Regions from separate parts of the Oryctolagus cuniculus genome. Here all the other regions are linked to region 1. The links are chromatin contacts, called in public Hi-C and Micro-C maps. All regions are on one chromosome and are shown on one strand. The core of a region is the stretch at or near the end of the contact, and the rest is flanking DNA. Distances in the headings are between cores, read along the strand shown.

Region 1 (4,605 bases), core at 1,223-3,722:
GGAGGCCAGGAGGCGGGCAGCCCTCGCCACCTGGCCGAGTCCTCCTTGCTCCTCTCTGTGCCCCTGCCCCGCTCTGGCCAAGCGGAACGCGTCTGTCCCTGAGGAGTGGGGTCTCTGGCCTCTGACTGGTGCTTTCTGTCGCCGTCCATCCACGGTGGCCCAGGGACACGCCAGTCTTCAGCTCCCCTTCTCCTCTAGACCGTGTCCCTGCCGGATTTTCCCAGGAGCTCCAGCAGGACCAGGGCTACCCTCTGAGCCCCCTGCCCTGTCTGGTACATTCCAAGCCTTGGAATTAATCATTGAACAAATGTCTGTGACATTAATGCGTCTGTAAGGAATTAATTATTGAGCGAACTCTGTAATGGATTTTGAGTGTTTTTTCTTGAAACATACTGCAGAGTAAGATTTTTTTTTTTTTTTTTTTTTTTTTTTTTTACTAGCAACACATGTGGGTGTTTAACTGTTTGGGAGAATGCTCATTTCTCATGAAAGCATGTGCTAACCCAGACGGCTGATGTCCAACCTACTGAGTGGGACAGCGATGAGGACTACCTGGTGAGCGTCGGGTGCGGCTGCGGGCACGCCTTGTGGGAAGGATGGAGTTCAGAGGGCCCTGCCCCCTCAGCCCTGCGAGGTGGGCTCTGTCACCACCCTTGTCACAGGCGGGCGCTCAGGAGGTGCAGAGGGCGGCAGTGACGAGCTCAGGGCTCCTCGGCTGGAAAGGGGCGCAGGCCCGGCTGAATGATGAGGAAGGAAGCCGGGTGCCCTCCCGGGAAGTGGCACGTTCCTGAGGAACGAGGTCGGGTGTTCCCTGCTGGCACACGGGGCTCCCTTGGGAAAAGCTCCCTGATAAGCTGCAGGGCAGGTGTCGCGACCAGGGTTCAAGCAACAGTGCAAACCAGAAAACAACAGGGATTGTTTTGCTAGAAAGGATTTTTTTTTTTTTTTAATTTTGACAGGCAGAGTGGACAGTGAGAGAGAGAGAGAGAGAGAAAGGTCTTCCTTTTGCCGTTGGTTCACCCTCCAATGGCCGCCGCGGCTGGCGCGCTGCGGCCGGCGCACCGCGCTGATCCGATGGCAGGAGCCAGGAGCCAGGTGCTTTTCCTGGTCTCCCATGGGGTGCAGGGCCCAAGCACCTGGGCCATCCTCCACTGCACTCCCTGGCCACAGCAGAGGGCTGGCCTGGAAGAGGGGCAACCGGGACAGAATCCGGTGCCCCGACTGGGACTAGAACCTGGTGTGCCGGCGCCGCTAGGCGGAGGATTAGCCTAGTGAGCTGCGGCGCCGGCCGCTAGAAAGGATTTTTTAATGTGTAAGGCAGAGTTAGAGATGGAGGGAGAGATCTCCCATCCGCTGGTTCACTCCCCAGATGGCGGCCATAGCTGGGGCTGGGTCAGGCCAAAGGCAGGAGCCTGGAACCCAAGCACTTGAGCCGCCTGCTGCCGCCTTCCCAGGCACATAAGCAGGGAGCTGACATGAACCAGCACTCATGGATGCTGGCATCAAAGGCAGGTGCACCACACGCCAGCCCCCACGGGGGTGTTTTTGTCTTGAGAAAGAAGGGGGGGGGCAAAGGCACGTGACGCCAGGGCACTGCTTGGGTCGCATGACCAGGCAGTGACCCCGCCCCCATCCTGTTACTGGAAGATGCCAGACTTGACACCTCCTGTGCCTTCCACACCCCCGCCCCTTGGTGTGAGTGGCTGCAGAAGGGGTGCCGGGAGGCCAGTGAGCGACCCTGGAGGTACAGGCACGGAGTTGGAGTGCCAGCTGCCCGGCTGCACACACAGGGCCTGGGGGTGTCTTGGTGGCAGAGTCCCGGCACCGCGTGTCGGCTCTGTTCTTTCCTCCTCGGTTACCATCCTGAAGACGACGCAACAGGACAGCTTGGAAGGCGGAGGGCCACCCTGCAGACCCTCGTCCAGTCCCCGCCCTGTGGAGGCTGGGCCATGGCGGCGTTGCCGGGGTCGGGCCCCCGGCTGCTGCCGTTCAGCTCCGAGTTACCACGCCATCCTCAAGGCGGCCTCGGCACCGGATGGCCCTGCGGGTTCCCGTCCCGGCTGCGCCATTCAGTCCGCGGCAGCCCAGCCGGTCACCTGCTGTCAGCCCCAAGGACGTCAGCCCACGTTCCCCAGGAGGGCAAACTTTGGAAACTCTGTCCTTTGTCAACTCCCAGCCAGGTGCGGCGCCCCGACCCCTGCGCGCCAGCAGAGCGGCGAAGCCCTAGCCAGAGGGGGAAGCGTCCCCAGCTGATAGCCGCCGGGCCGCGACTTCTAGAAAGTGACGCCCGCCGGACTCTATAGGCAGTCCGCCTTTGATTGACGGGGGAAGCCACCAATGCACGCCTAGAGGAGGTCCCCTGCGCGCCCTAGGGGCGTGCCGCCCTCGAGCTTCCTCGGCCCAATCCGGAGCCCCAGAGGGGCTGTGGGGCGGGGCTCGGCCGCCGGCAGCCAATGGGGCGAGCGCAGCGGGGGCGGCGCGGTAGCGGCTGGCGGCAGAAGCGGCCGCGGCGGGTCTGGGCAGGGCTGGGCAGCGCGGCCGGAGGGGAGCAGAGCGCTGGGACGCGGGCCGGAGCCGGAGTTGGAGTTGGCGACGCCGTCGCGGCTGGAGCGGGGTGCGCGGCGGCCCGAGAGGCGAGCGGCGACCGAGGTGAGGGGCGCTCCGCGACGGTTGGGGCGCCGAGGGCGGGACGCGGGGGCGCTGGGCGGCGGCGGGGCCCGCGCCCTGTCAGGCCGCCGCGCCGGGCTCGGCTCCCTAGGCGGGGGAGCCTGTGGGGCCGTCCGCGCCGCGCGCGAAACTTCCTGTCTCCGGGCGGGGGGCGTGTGTCCGGGGACGGGGGGAGGGGGCGCCGAGAGGGGGCGTCTTGGCGGCGCCGGCGGCTGAGGGGAGGAGTGGTCGCGGCGGAGGACCCGCCGGAGGCAGGGGGCCGCGGGCAGGGCCCTCGCGGGGCCGGAGGGCTGCCACCGGGGGCGGCGGGCGGCCGCGGAGCGGACTTGAGAGACCGAGGTGCGGTTGGGGGGGGGGGCGGGAATCCCGGGGCGCGGGTGGGCGAGGGGAGCCCGGGACGCGGGTTCGGGGCTTTGAGGAGCGGTCCTCCATTTCCTTCCTGCCTTCCCACCCGCCCTGTCCCGGCGCCGAGTGTGCGCGCGGGGAGGGTGGGGGAGCCGAGCGCTTGCCGGGGAGCGGGTCTCCGGGCTGGGGGAGTTTGTCCCCTCGACCCTGGGACTTGCCCCTCCGCGGCCGGGCGTCCGGAGGGGCCCGCGGTGGCCGCTGGATTCTGGCCCCGCGGGGGAAGGTGGGTTTTCCGCTCGGGAGTTGGTCCGCGGAGCAGGCTGGCGGGCTCCGTGGGGCCCACGCGGCCGCAGCCTCCGGGCAGACACGCCCTTGGGGCGCCGTTGCGGGGCGGGCTCCGGCGGCCTCCGGGTGGGGTGTGCGCGCCCCGCGGCTCTGCCCCGCTCTCTGCCCCAGCCGTGCGGACTGCACTGTTTACCAGACGCTCCCTGGTTGTCCCGATGAAAATGTGGAGCCCAGCTCGGAGCTGCGGACCCGAGCTCCCGGCTTCAGGCCCTGCGCGGCCTGGGCGGCTCTCCCAGGATGCGGGGTGTCTGTGGGAGCCCTCCTGGGCTCGCCCCACGCATCCCCACGCGTGCCCGCAGCCCCGCGGTGGAGGCATTTAGGGCGGCGCCTGATTCACCTGGGAAGTGTGGTGCGTGTGCGTTTGAAGTTGACCCTGGAGCGTGGCAGTCCCCGCGCCCGCTGAGACGGGGCCCCAGCAGTCGCGAAACTTCACGGAACCGGCCACTGGGCCGAGCGACACAGAGCAGTGGACCGGTGACTGGGGCTGCACCTGGTCGCTTTCCGGGGAAGAGCCGCAGCTCATTTGAATGAGAACAGTATTCTTAGCGCCTGCTGTTTGGCCAGCTGGAACCTCTGCCTGTAGTTCCCAACGTTAAGAGGTCGTAACGTTTAATCGAAAAACGTGCGGTGGCTTCCCGCAGAGCCAGGTGGGGGCCGAGGTTGGCCCTGGTGCCCGTCCACAGGCATTTCCGGGGCGGGAGCACCCAGGGGATTGTGCTGAGCCTATGTCCTCCTTCCCCGCCCCTGACAGCCCACCCTGGCCCACAGGCAGGGTGCTGGGGCAGCAGAGAACCTCGGAGCCACTGCTGTGTTATTCATTTGCTGGTGCTTGGTGCTGAGTGATCACAGTAGCGTTTGCCAAGCGCTTTCTGGCCACCCCGCCCCTCCCCGCGGGCGTAATGGGGGCCACCCTGTAGGTGCTGTGCGCCACGACCGTGTTCCCGTGAGTGAGTGACGGTGCTGAGGCGGATTTTTCCAGTTAGACTGGGACCGCGTCTGCATACCTGCAGTGAGTCGCAGTCCACAGGTGGCGTCCCCTCTGGCCACCGCAGTGCCGCCTCCCGGGCCTGGACGCCTGAAACTTGACTCTGGCTGGCTTCCGCGGTGGTGCGGACGCCGGCTGGGCCCTCCTGCGGTCTTGAGCTTTCTGGTTTGTGCTATGTCTGCTGCCTGGAGGCAGACCTGAAGGACGGGCTCTGCTTCTGCATCCGTGTGCTTACTAGGGCGACTGCCTGAGGGTCAGCAGCC
Region 2 (4,605 bases), core at 600-3,099, 110 kb after region 1:
GCGTGCGCCACGTGGCTGTGTTTGCCGGGCGTCAGGGTCTGCCGGTCTGCACGTCCGCGCTGTGCCTCGCGCTGACCCGTGTGCTGCCTGCCCTGGGGCCCGAGGAGACGTGTCTGGGGCTGTAGGGCAGGTGCGTGCTCCGTGACTCCGCCCCGCCTGGCTCCTGGAAGAAGGCTCCCCAGCCCGTGTTCCCACCAGGACAGTCGGGGTGCGGCTTGCACACCTCTCCACACGCGCCCTTCCTGCTGTCATTGCAGCCTGGTGGTTCTCAGTGCATCCTCCGGGGCCCGCGCGTGGGAACAGCCCCGGATGCTGGGGCCTCTTGGCTGCAGTGTGCAGGACTTTCTGGCACACTCCAGATTTTAGTCCCTTGTCAAGTTTAAATGTAGCTGATTGTGAGAGAGCATTCGCGGTCTGCTGTCTGTCCGTGGTGTTGGCTTCTAAATGGAAACTCTTAGTTTTCGATGTGATGAAGTGTGTGGTGTGTATGTCCTTGTAGCTTTTACTTTTGAGATTGTGCTTACAGAGCCTCCCCTTACATCACAGAAGTATGCGCCTGCGTCATCTTTGAGTCGCTCTGGCTCATCTCTCATGCTTTTCCTTTGCGTGTCGAGGGTGGGTCCGGCTAAGGCAGTGGGGAGACAGGCCACGCCCCCTCCAGGTACCGCTCTGCAGGGCTTAGGGACTGGGACTCCAGGGTGCCTGCTGTCACCCCGGGTCTGGTCAGATCTGGGAAACGGGACACGAGGCTGGCTGGGGGCAAGAGCAGGGCCTGAATCATGGTGGGCAGGGAGGTCTAGCCCAGGCCTGACACTGCCCTCAGTGTGGGACTGCCACGCCTGGCCCCACACTCCCACGTGCCGGAGTCCTGCAGAGGTCAGAGGCCTGGGCAGGAAGGGGTGGGGGAGGCCCTTGGAGGTGGAGCATTAGCAGCTTTGGGGTGGTCCTGCCTGGCCCGCTTCTCACTCGGACCATGGGCTTTACCCTGGAACTTTGGCTGTAACTAGCTGATTTATCTATGAGCTGGGTCTGGTGGTCACCAACCAAAGAGAAGGTGAAAAGTATTAAAATAGAAGGTCCATTTATTTTTTAAAAAATATTTTATTTATTTGCAAAGCAGAGTTACAGACAGAGAAAGGGAGAGACAGAGGTCTTCCATCCACTGGTTCACGCCCCAGATGATTGCAACACCTGGAGCTGAGCTGATCTGAAGCCAGGAGCCAGGAGCTTCTGCCAGGTCTCCCACACAGGTGCAGGGGCCCAAGCAAGTGGGCCATCTTCCACTGCTTTCCCAGGCCACAGCAGAGAGCTGGGTGGGAAGTGGAGCAGCCGGGGCTCCACCCGGCGCCCATATGGGATGCCAGCTCTACAGGCAGAGGCTTACCCTGCTGTGCCACAACACCAGCCCCTAGATGGTCCATTTAAAGGGACCAAATACAGCCGCTTCTGTGCCGGTGACCTGTCAGCCCTCTGTTGGGCACTGAGGAGGCTGGGGGAGTGCAGGGGCTGTGAGTCCACCCCCCAGGAATGCCCAGGTCTGCTTCCAAGTCTGCCAGCTTTCCTGCTGCCTCAGGCTGCTGCATTCCACAGAAAGGTGGTGGCAACGTGCATGGGCGGTGAGGTCAGAAGCAGGCGTTCTCCAGGTCCCTGGGGACTGTTCCCACCCACCTGCCTGCAGGGTGGATGAGGAACTGGTGCAGCCTGTTAGAACAGTGCACCGAGTCCACCGCCGCTGTTCCTGATTCCACAGATGTTTCCACAAATGCGGGGAGTCCCAGCTAGCTGGAAAACCAGGCTGTTCTGCGCTGGAGTCGCAGGGCGTGGGGCCAAAGACAGCCAGAGAAATGATTCAGAGCCTGGCCTGCTGAAGGGAGGTTTGCAGCCAGGAAGAGGGTGGGCAGCTGAGAGCTCTGGGCCCAGGGGAAGGGTATTGTGGGTGGAAAGTGGAGGCCCTGGGCCAGGCCTGATGGCTGGGAGGCAGCGAGCGGCCCCAGGAAGCCTCTGGGAAGGAGGCCCCGCCCTGGCGAGGTGTGCATGACGACCGCCCCTCCCCACCTGTCCCCTGGAGGACAGAGCGGCCCACTTTGGCCCCAGGAAGCAGCCGTGGTGTCAAGAGGCCTCTTCCACACCTTCCCTCCAGGATCTCCCCGCAGTGGTCCCCAGCAGGCCCCACCCCATGTCCAGGCACCTCCCTGCGTTCTGTGTTTTGTTCCTGGTGGGTGTCTCATGGCTCTGGTCGTTGCCATTGCTGCTGCTGTTCCCTGTGCCTCTAATCTCCACTTCCTACCGGTCCTTGAAAAGTCCCTTAAGTGTCCCCTCACCCCTCCCTGCTGCCTGGTGCCGCAGCCCTGGCACCCTGTGAGGTACCTCACCCTGCAGGTGCCCCAGGCATTTGTCTTTGGTGTCTGAGGATCTGAGTGGGGTGAGCCCGAGTGTAGAGGGAGTTGGGGACATAGATATATCAGACCTCATCCAAAAATGGGCGTTTTGTGAATGGATCAGCTGACAGTGGGATTTGGAGCAAAGCTTGTGTACTACCAGTTTCTGCATTAAACTGTCTGCCACTTGGCCATCTGGAAACAAGCTAGTAATTTGAAGAAGTAAAAGAGCTTTTATTTAGAAGACTGGTCTCACACACACACACACACACACACACACACTCTTATTCCAGTATATGATCAATTTGTCAGAAATTTCAAAATTAATTTCCTTGCATTTAGAACCCATCCTAATTATGTTGATTTTTAAAAGGTATAAAGCAGGCACATGGGTGTTAAATTAAACGTCGTCAGTGTCATTAGACATTGGGGACGTGCGGATTAAAGCCGCAGGATACTGCTGTGTGTAGAAACAGAGTCCTGGCAAGACGGCGTGCTGGTGGGGAGGCAGGTCAGCCGGCGCTCTCCTGGGCTGCTGACGCGAGTGCACAGGGCACAGCCGCTTTGGGTCCCAGTTCCGCAGTTTTGTTAAACGCACACAGAGCGTCATCCATGCAGGGGTATTTTCCCAAGAGAAGTGAAAATATGTGTCCGCACTGTTCACCCTTGAGAGACAACTGAGGCACGAGTCAGTTACAAAACGGAGGAGTCTATTTGGGCTTATTCAGAACTGCAGCCCAGGAAACAACATTCAAGCCATCTCCAGGAGGCGCTGGGAGGCCTCACACGGTAGCAGGTGCGGGATCGGCAACTGAGAAATTCATGAGAAGCCGTTCTTTGGGAACCACGAATGGGAGAGGAGCAGGAACAAGAAATTCCAGAGAGGGAGGCAGTAGGAGTGAATTCAGGGCCGTTTGTGAGACCGGAATGTGTGCTGCTTGGATGACACTGGTTCTCAGCATGTAAGTGACAGGACGCCGTGCGTCTGGGCGTGGGCTCCCCCGTGTGCTGGAAAGGAACGTGCCTGCCCAGGTCGAAGGCTCTCCCAGGTCCACGCTCTCCCGTCTCCTGGGCTGTAGTTACGGGGATAGCTCAGTCGCTTTGGTCTTTCGGCTTTAATTTTCCTTGCAACAAAGAGCTGTAGATTAGTACTTACCGCTTCTTCATTCATAGTTACGCCACACTGAGAGCAGCCCTGTACCTGTCAGCGGGAGGCGCAGATCAGTGGTGGTGTGTGCACGTGGCAGCAGTGACAGGGTGAGCTGCCGCTGTGGGCCACGTTCTCGGCCATCCCGGAAAAGGGCAGCGGTTGTGGGGAGTGGACTGCGAGAGGGCACCGGGGACTTCGTGGGGAGGTGGAAGTGTTCCGTGCCTTGATATGGACGCGGTGTGCGTGTGTCTAAACTCAGCTACGTGTGCCCCTGGAGAGGGCGGCTTCCCCGAGTCGATTCTCTCTGACTTTCGAGAACAGCATCAGTAGCTCTGTCTAGGACCACAGTGCCTGCGTGGGGATGGGAGTGCCACACCGACACCGCTGGTGGTTTACGGAGGTGGAGGCCAGGCGCGATGGGCTCTCAGGAGCCCCCAGGTAGCCTTTCGTTGAAGGAGACAGCAGGGCTCCTGCCTGAGCCCCTGAGCCTGTTGAGTGTGCCCTGCCTTCACCCCTCCACCCGACTGATGAGCACGGGCTCCCCTGCCGAGGGCCGGCACAGAAGCCGGCGTGGCCTCTCCCCGACAGCCTTCCTGTGCTCACCACCGCTTTGGAGGTGCCAGGGGATGCCAGGTGCTGCAGTGCCGCTGGGCTGTGCTCTCACGTGACTGGCTGAGACTTGTCCTTTCCTTTGTCAACATTTTTCAAGGGTCCTGAAAATCAGAGAGGTGGGCAGGTTTCTGGGGAGCCAAATGCATGCTTTGGGGGCGACTGCCAATTTGAGTGCTGCTGGCAGCAGCGGGAAACCACCATGAACTTCCTGTCGCCTGCTGCCACCGCGGCAGTGTGTGTTCCTGGGTGTTTTTTTCTGCTGTGATTTTCATAACGACAGCGAGGCCCCACCTAATGGGAAGCAGGTACACAACGTCACTTCTGATGTGTTGTGAAAATGCTTGCTTTTACCTTCCTAAAAGGAGCTACTAAAACATGGAATTGAAGCGCAGGTTCACTGGAGCCGGTGCTGTGGTGTGGCAGGTAAAGCCGCCTCCTGCAGCGCCAGCATCCATATGGGCGCCA
Region 3 (4,605 bases), core at 1,135-3,634, 72 kb after region 1:
AATCTCCTCAATGTGACTTCCAGAATTAAACACAAATCTCCAAGGTTGTGTGGGAGGAAGTGGCGGGGGCAGGGGCAGTGCTTGGAGGAGGTAATTGGAAGCAGGGATGTCCAGGGACGGGCAGGCCCCTCTCCAGCCCATGCCACTGAGGGCACTGTGTCCGTCTCCCCAGAGCAAGCTCACATTCTGGTCACATCACTTCTGCCTGCCTCGCTGACCTTGGAGACTGGCCCTCTGTCCTTGCCAAGGTCTGTAACAGGTGGAGAACGTGTGAGAAGTGCCCGGCGTCTGCGTCACCCGTCTTCCCACTCAGCAGACTCCCTACCCACGCCCCCAGCACCCGCTAGAAAATGTCCTAACCTCGAGCGAGCCTGGGTGGGCATAAGCAGGCGTCCTTGCAGGTGAACAAGAGGGGACTGACTGGGCAGATGCAGGAGAGGGGCTGACAGCTCTCATTAAGAAGCTGCAGTCCTGGTGCAGGTGTGGCCAGGAGCCTGGCACACACTGTGATTGTAGCCTCACCTTCCCCTGTCTGACACAGGGCGCCCCTTCCTCACGTTAACTCTCTGCCCCCGGCTGAAGGTGAAACGCGTAGCATACCTGAGCACTTCACGGGCGTGTGCACCCACCCTCTGTGTCTAACCCTCTGGGAACGTCCCCGAGACTTGGTGAATGTGTGTAACTCCTAGAAACAGCACGTAGGACCTGTAACTCCTGGCTGGTCAGGGGGCCTGGGCTCGGGTCACGGGTCACGGGATGTTCTGGCTCCCAGCTCGGCCAACCCAGATCTGCTCCTTTCTGCTTACAGCGTCCGTTGCTGTCCCTGGGCTTCCGTTGGTGTCCACGCTAGACCAGACCCACCCTGTGGTTTTCCTGCCTGGCTGCCCACTGCGCAGTTTCTGAGATGTAGAGATGGGCTCGCCCTGGGCCGGCAGCCCGGACGCTGACTCTGAAGAGCACTTCTCTCCTTCATGGCGTGGAGTGCAGAAAGCTGCGTTGGGAGGAAAGTGTCCTGACCGCTGAGTGGTTAAGGCTCTCGCGTTGTTAAGCTTTCCGTGTAGTTCTAGTTTTGGTTCCACTCTGGTGACAGTGCTAGATGACGGTGTTACGTGGTCACAGCGTCGTCCTTGTGTCTCACAGCCCTCCCAGCTCCACAGCGCAGGCTGCACTCACGCAGCCGGCCGGGGAAGACCAGGCTGGAAGTCTGGTCACGCGTGAGGAGGCTGTTCCTTCATCCCGCAGCTTAGCACCAGCCCGGTGCACGCAGACAGCTCTACACGCAGTCTCTGAGAGTCAGGGGCTTTGTCTTGCCCGGGGCTGTCTCCAGGCCCTGGCACATAGTAGGTACTCAAGATCTGTTCATTAGTGACAGCGGGATTGACGGGAGGAACTGACCACAGATGCGATGACAGTGACCGTTCATTCCCCGAGAGCCAGCAGGGCAGGGAACGTCTCTCCTTGCAGGAGACTGAGGCTGGGACGGAGGTGGCCTCCAACGTCTGCAGCGCTCGCCTCCGGGGCTCCTGACACCCAGTACGGCCCAATCCCTCCTAATCCTGGAAGCAGATTTCATTCCATGTTTCTCACGAAAACGTTGCCCTGTGGGCCTGAAACCCCCCTGCTGGCGCTCGAGGACTCCCGGTGGCCCTGTGGGATCAGGCCGCGTGTTTCTGGTTCAGTGAGGCCTGCTCTAAGTGGGTCACCTCTAAAATCTCCTTTCAAGTCCTCAGTCTTTCTGGACATTTTCTTGCACCATTGTTTGGATTCTCACACTAATCACAGATTTGAAAATGTGTCATTTTTGTCCTTTTTAAAGTAACTTCTTCTATTTTAAACCTGTGGCACATCAGCTCGGTATTTAGGTTGGGGAACTCTTCATCCGAGTTCCCACATTCCCAGGGTACTTGCCAACCAGAGGTCAAAGAAATGTTGCTGTAAAAATCAGTCCAGGGCATGGATCTGTCAGCTGACACGTTTCCGTTACGTAAGGAGAGGGAGTTTTGGGGACACATCTCGCTGCACCCGTAGCTCCAGCGCTTCGTTAGTGGCGTCGCGTGGGTGAAGTGCCAGAGTCACTGGTCTGTCCGCCTTTGCTGCTGCTTTCCGGTGAGCCATCTGAAAATGACCAGGAGGTGGGCCATCAACTCGGGGCTTTTTTAAGCTGCCAGGGTAACAGGGTTACTACGTGAGTCCACGTCTGTGTTTTTTTTTTTTTTTAATTATTATCATCATTATTGCTAATTTCTCACGTAGGAGGGGGCTCCAGAAGTTCATGGGGGAGCAGAATGAGAAGACAGGACTAAGTTCCCGGCTGGCGCATCGCCGTCTTCTCCGCCTTCAGGGTCCAGTGCAGACAGCAGCCCTCTCCCCCTCCCCTAGTCTTCCGAAGCGTTTCTTGAGCACCTGTTTTGGGCTACAGATAGGTAGAGTGGAGTGAGAAAGCCCGTCTGTGAGAAGCACAGCTGGGTAGCGTAGGGATAGCACTGACTGTGCCGAGCTGCCGGGAGGAAACAGGAGAGCCGAGGAGGCCCAAGGGTCTTCTGGTGGCCTGTTCAGGGCCGTTCCGAGCCCCTGTGCTGTCTGCGGGGTGTGGTGCTTGGCGTGTGGCACACACCGGTCAGCTCTTGCCAGAGAAAGAGCTTCCCTGCCTGCTTCTGGATCCTGGGCCACAGAGCAGCCTGGTCTGTGATCTGCCTCTGTTTGTGTAAGGTAAAAGGGAGAGGGTCAAGCCTCTTAGCAGCTCCCTTAGGCTTTTTGCATCAGGAGCCCGCCTTCCTCAGATCGGTGTTAAGAACAAAGTAAACAGGCGTGCCTTTCTCTGGACCCTCGGAACCATCTCTTATAGATGTTATTTATTTGAAAGCCCAGGTGACACAGATAGGTCTTCATCTGCTGCTTCACTCCCAGATGGCCTCACTGGCCAGGGCTGGGCCAGGCCAAAGCCAGGAGCTCGGAACCCCAGCCCCGTCCCCCCCAGGGCTGGCAGAGGTCCAAGCACTTGGGCTGTGTTCTGCTGTCTTAGGCACAGGGAGCTGGACCGGAAGCAGAGCAGCTGGGACTCCAACCAGCACTCTTTAAAAATAATTTTTTTAAAGATTTTTTTATTTAGCTATTTGAGAGGTAGAGCCACAGACAGAGACAGGGAGAGACAGAAAGAAAGGTCTTTGATCTGCTGGTTCACTCCCCAAATGACTGCAACGGCCGGAGCTGGGCCAATCCATAGCTGGAACCAGAAGTTTCTATGGGTCTCCCACGCGGGTGCAGGGGCCCAAGGACTTGGGCCATCTTCCACTGCTTTCCCAGGCCACAGCAGAGAGCTGGATCGGAAGTGGAGCAGCTAGGACACGAACTAGTGCCCGTATGGGGTGCTGGCACCGCAGGTGGAGGCTTAGCCTGCTACACCACAGCGCCGGCCCTGGAACCAGCACTCTGATAAGAGAATTTGCCGTCACAGGTAGCAGCTGGACTCACTGTGCCACATGCCACCCTGCCACCTTGATTGTCATTCTCGGGCCTTAGGAACTCACGCCCTAGTGTCCTTTATTGAAATCTCCACTTCTTTGTGAGCCCCGCAAAGTGTCGGGGTGAGACCACCAGCTCGAACAGAGCGTGAGGCGTGCACACACCTTCCCCAGGTTGGCCTCAAGCGACTGCTCGGTTTGCCTTAAAAGTGTTTTAAGGTCTGCTCGATTTAAATGGCATTTGTTCTCAGGGTTGTCAGCATGAATCAGCGTTTAACAAGATGACATGTCTGACCTCCAGCACACGTGTGAGTGGGGCAGGGAGGAAGTGAGCTGGGAAACACTGAGTGGGCAGGAGGCAGCTCATCCTTCAGTTCCTGAGTGGAAGACAGCCTTCTGCAGATAGCGATCGAGATTTGGTTGAGCCAGGCCGGGGAAGCCCTCCAGGGTTCCAAGTCTGTGCGGCCAGCCCCAGGTCCTGTGGAACACCAGGGACGCTGACCTTCCCTGCCTCCCGGAGCCCCGTGCCTCCCGTCTCACCACAGCAAGCCTGGGATGCTCTGCGTCAGGGAGAGTGAGGCGGGAGAGGCCGGAGGTGACGGCCAGGTGTGGGAAGTGAGAGCATCGTGCCGTGCCGGCGGCAAGCCTGACACGGGTCCAGACGCGGGTCTCGACTCTGCACGCAGCAGCCACTGGGTGCTTGTTCATGAGTGGTTGAGTTGGGAAATCTCACCACGAGGTCAGTGACGGGCTCTGGTCACTGGGCTGGTAGGAGCTGAAAGGTGGTCACTGCTGCGTTACTCGCTTGTCGGCACGTCTGCTGGTGTGGGTCCCGGCTCCCCACGGAGAACCACAGCAGCAGGTGCCCTGCCTGTCGGGGGTGCTGGGGACGTGCTGCTCCCTTTGCTGGGACTGCTCCTGCTCTGGGGCCCGGTGTGGCGCCCGCCCTCCCAGGTCTGGGATGTCACCCTCACGTGGGACCCTCTCTGGTTTCCTTCCCGCCCTGCCCCTTGTCCCCGTCTTTGCACTGCTGTGTCATGGAAAGTCCCCCGTGGCAGGGGTTTCCATCTGTTTTACTTGTGGGACCCCCAGCATCTGGAACATCTTTTGGCTTCCCAGCGCCAAATGCATGGACTTGAGAGAC

Evidence for each region. A called contact is a pair of places that touch in the nucleus more often than the background predicts.
Region 2: a Micro-C map of ear pinna shows a contact between it and region 1, with 2.6 times the contacts expected there. The contact joins the enhancer-like site here to the promoter of PACSIN2 in region 1. A contact is called at or near these places in 2 of 6 Hi-C or Micro-C datasets (ear pinna and an unstated tissue).
Region 3: a contact with region 1 is called in a Hi-C map of an unstated tissue, with 2.0 times the contacts expected there. The contact joins the enhancer-like site here to the promoter of PACSIN2 in region 1. A contact is called at or near these places in 2 of 6 Hi-C or Micro-C datasets (ear pinna and an unstated tissue).

Annotation. Positions count from the first base shown.
Region 1 is chr11:118,660,299-118,664,903 of mOryCun1.1, reverse strand. It overlaps PACSIN2 (protein kinase C and casein kinase substrate in neurons 2), which reads left to right and starts at 2,472. Exons shown (of 10, transcript XM_070053003.1): 1 at 2,472-2,649.
Region 2 is chr11:118,552,540-118,557,144 of mOryCun1.1, reverse strand. All of the region lies in intron 2 of PACSIN2 (protein kinase C and casein kinase substrate in neurons 2), which reads left to right. Among named protein-coding and RNA genes, the nearest start is that of ARFGAP3, 28 kb to the right of the region's middle. Within about 2 kb of position 1,849, at least 3 of the 8 cell types and tissues checked have an H3K27ac peak or open chromatin away from gene starts, as enhancers often do. A contact at or near this core is called in ear pinna, where this site is marked.
Region 3 is chr11:118,588,145-118,592,749 of mOryCun1.1, reverse strand. All of the region lies in intron 1 of PACSIN2 (protein kinase C and casein kinase substrate in neurons 2), which reads left to right. Among named protein-coding and RNA genes, the nearest start is that of ARFGAP3, 64 kb to the right of the region's middle. Within about 2 kb of position 2,384, at least 1 of the 8 cell types and tissues checked has an H3K27ac peak or open chromatin away from gene starts, as enhancers often do.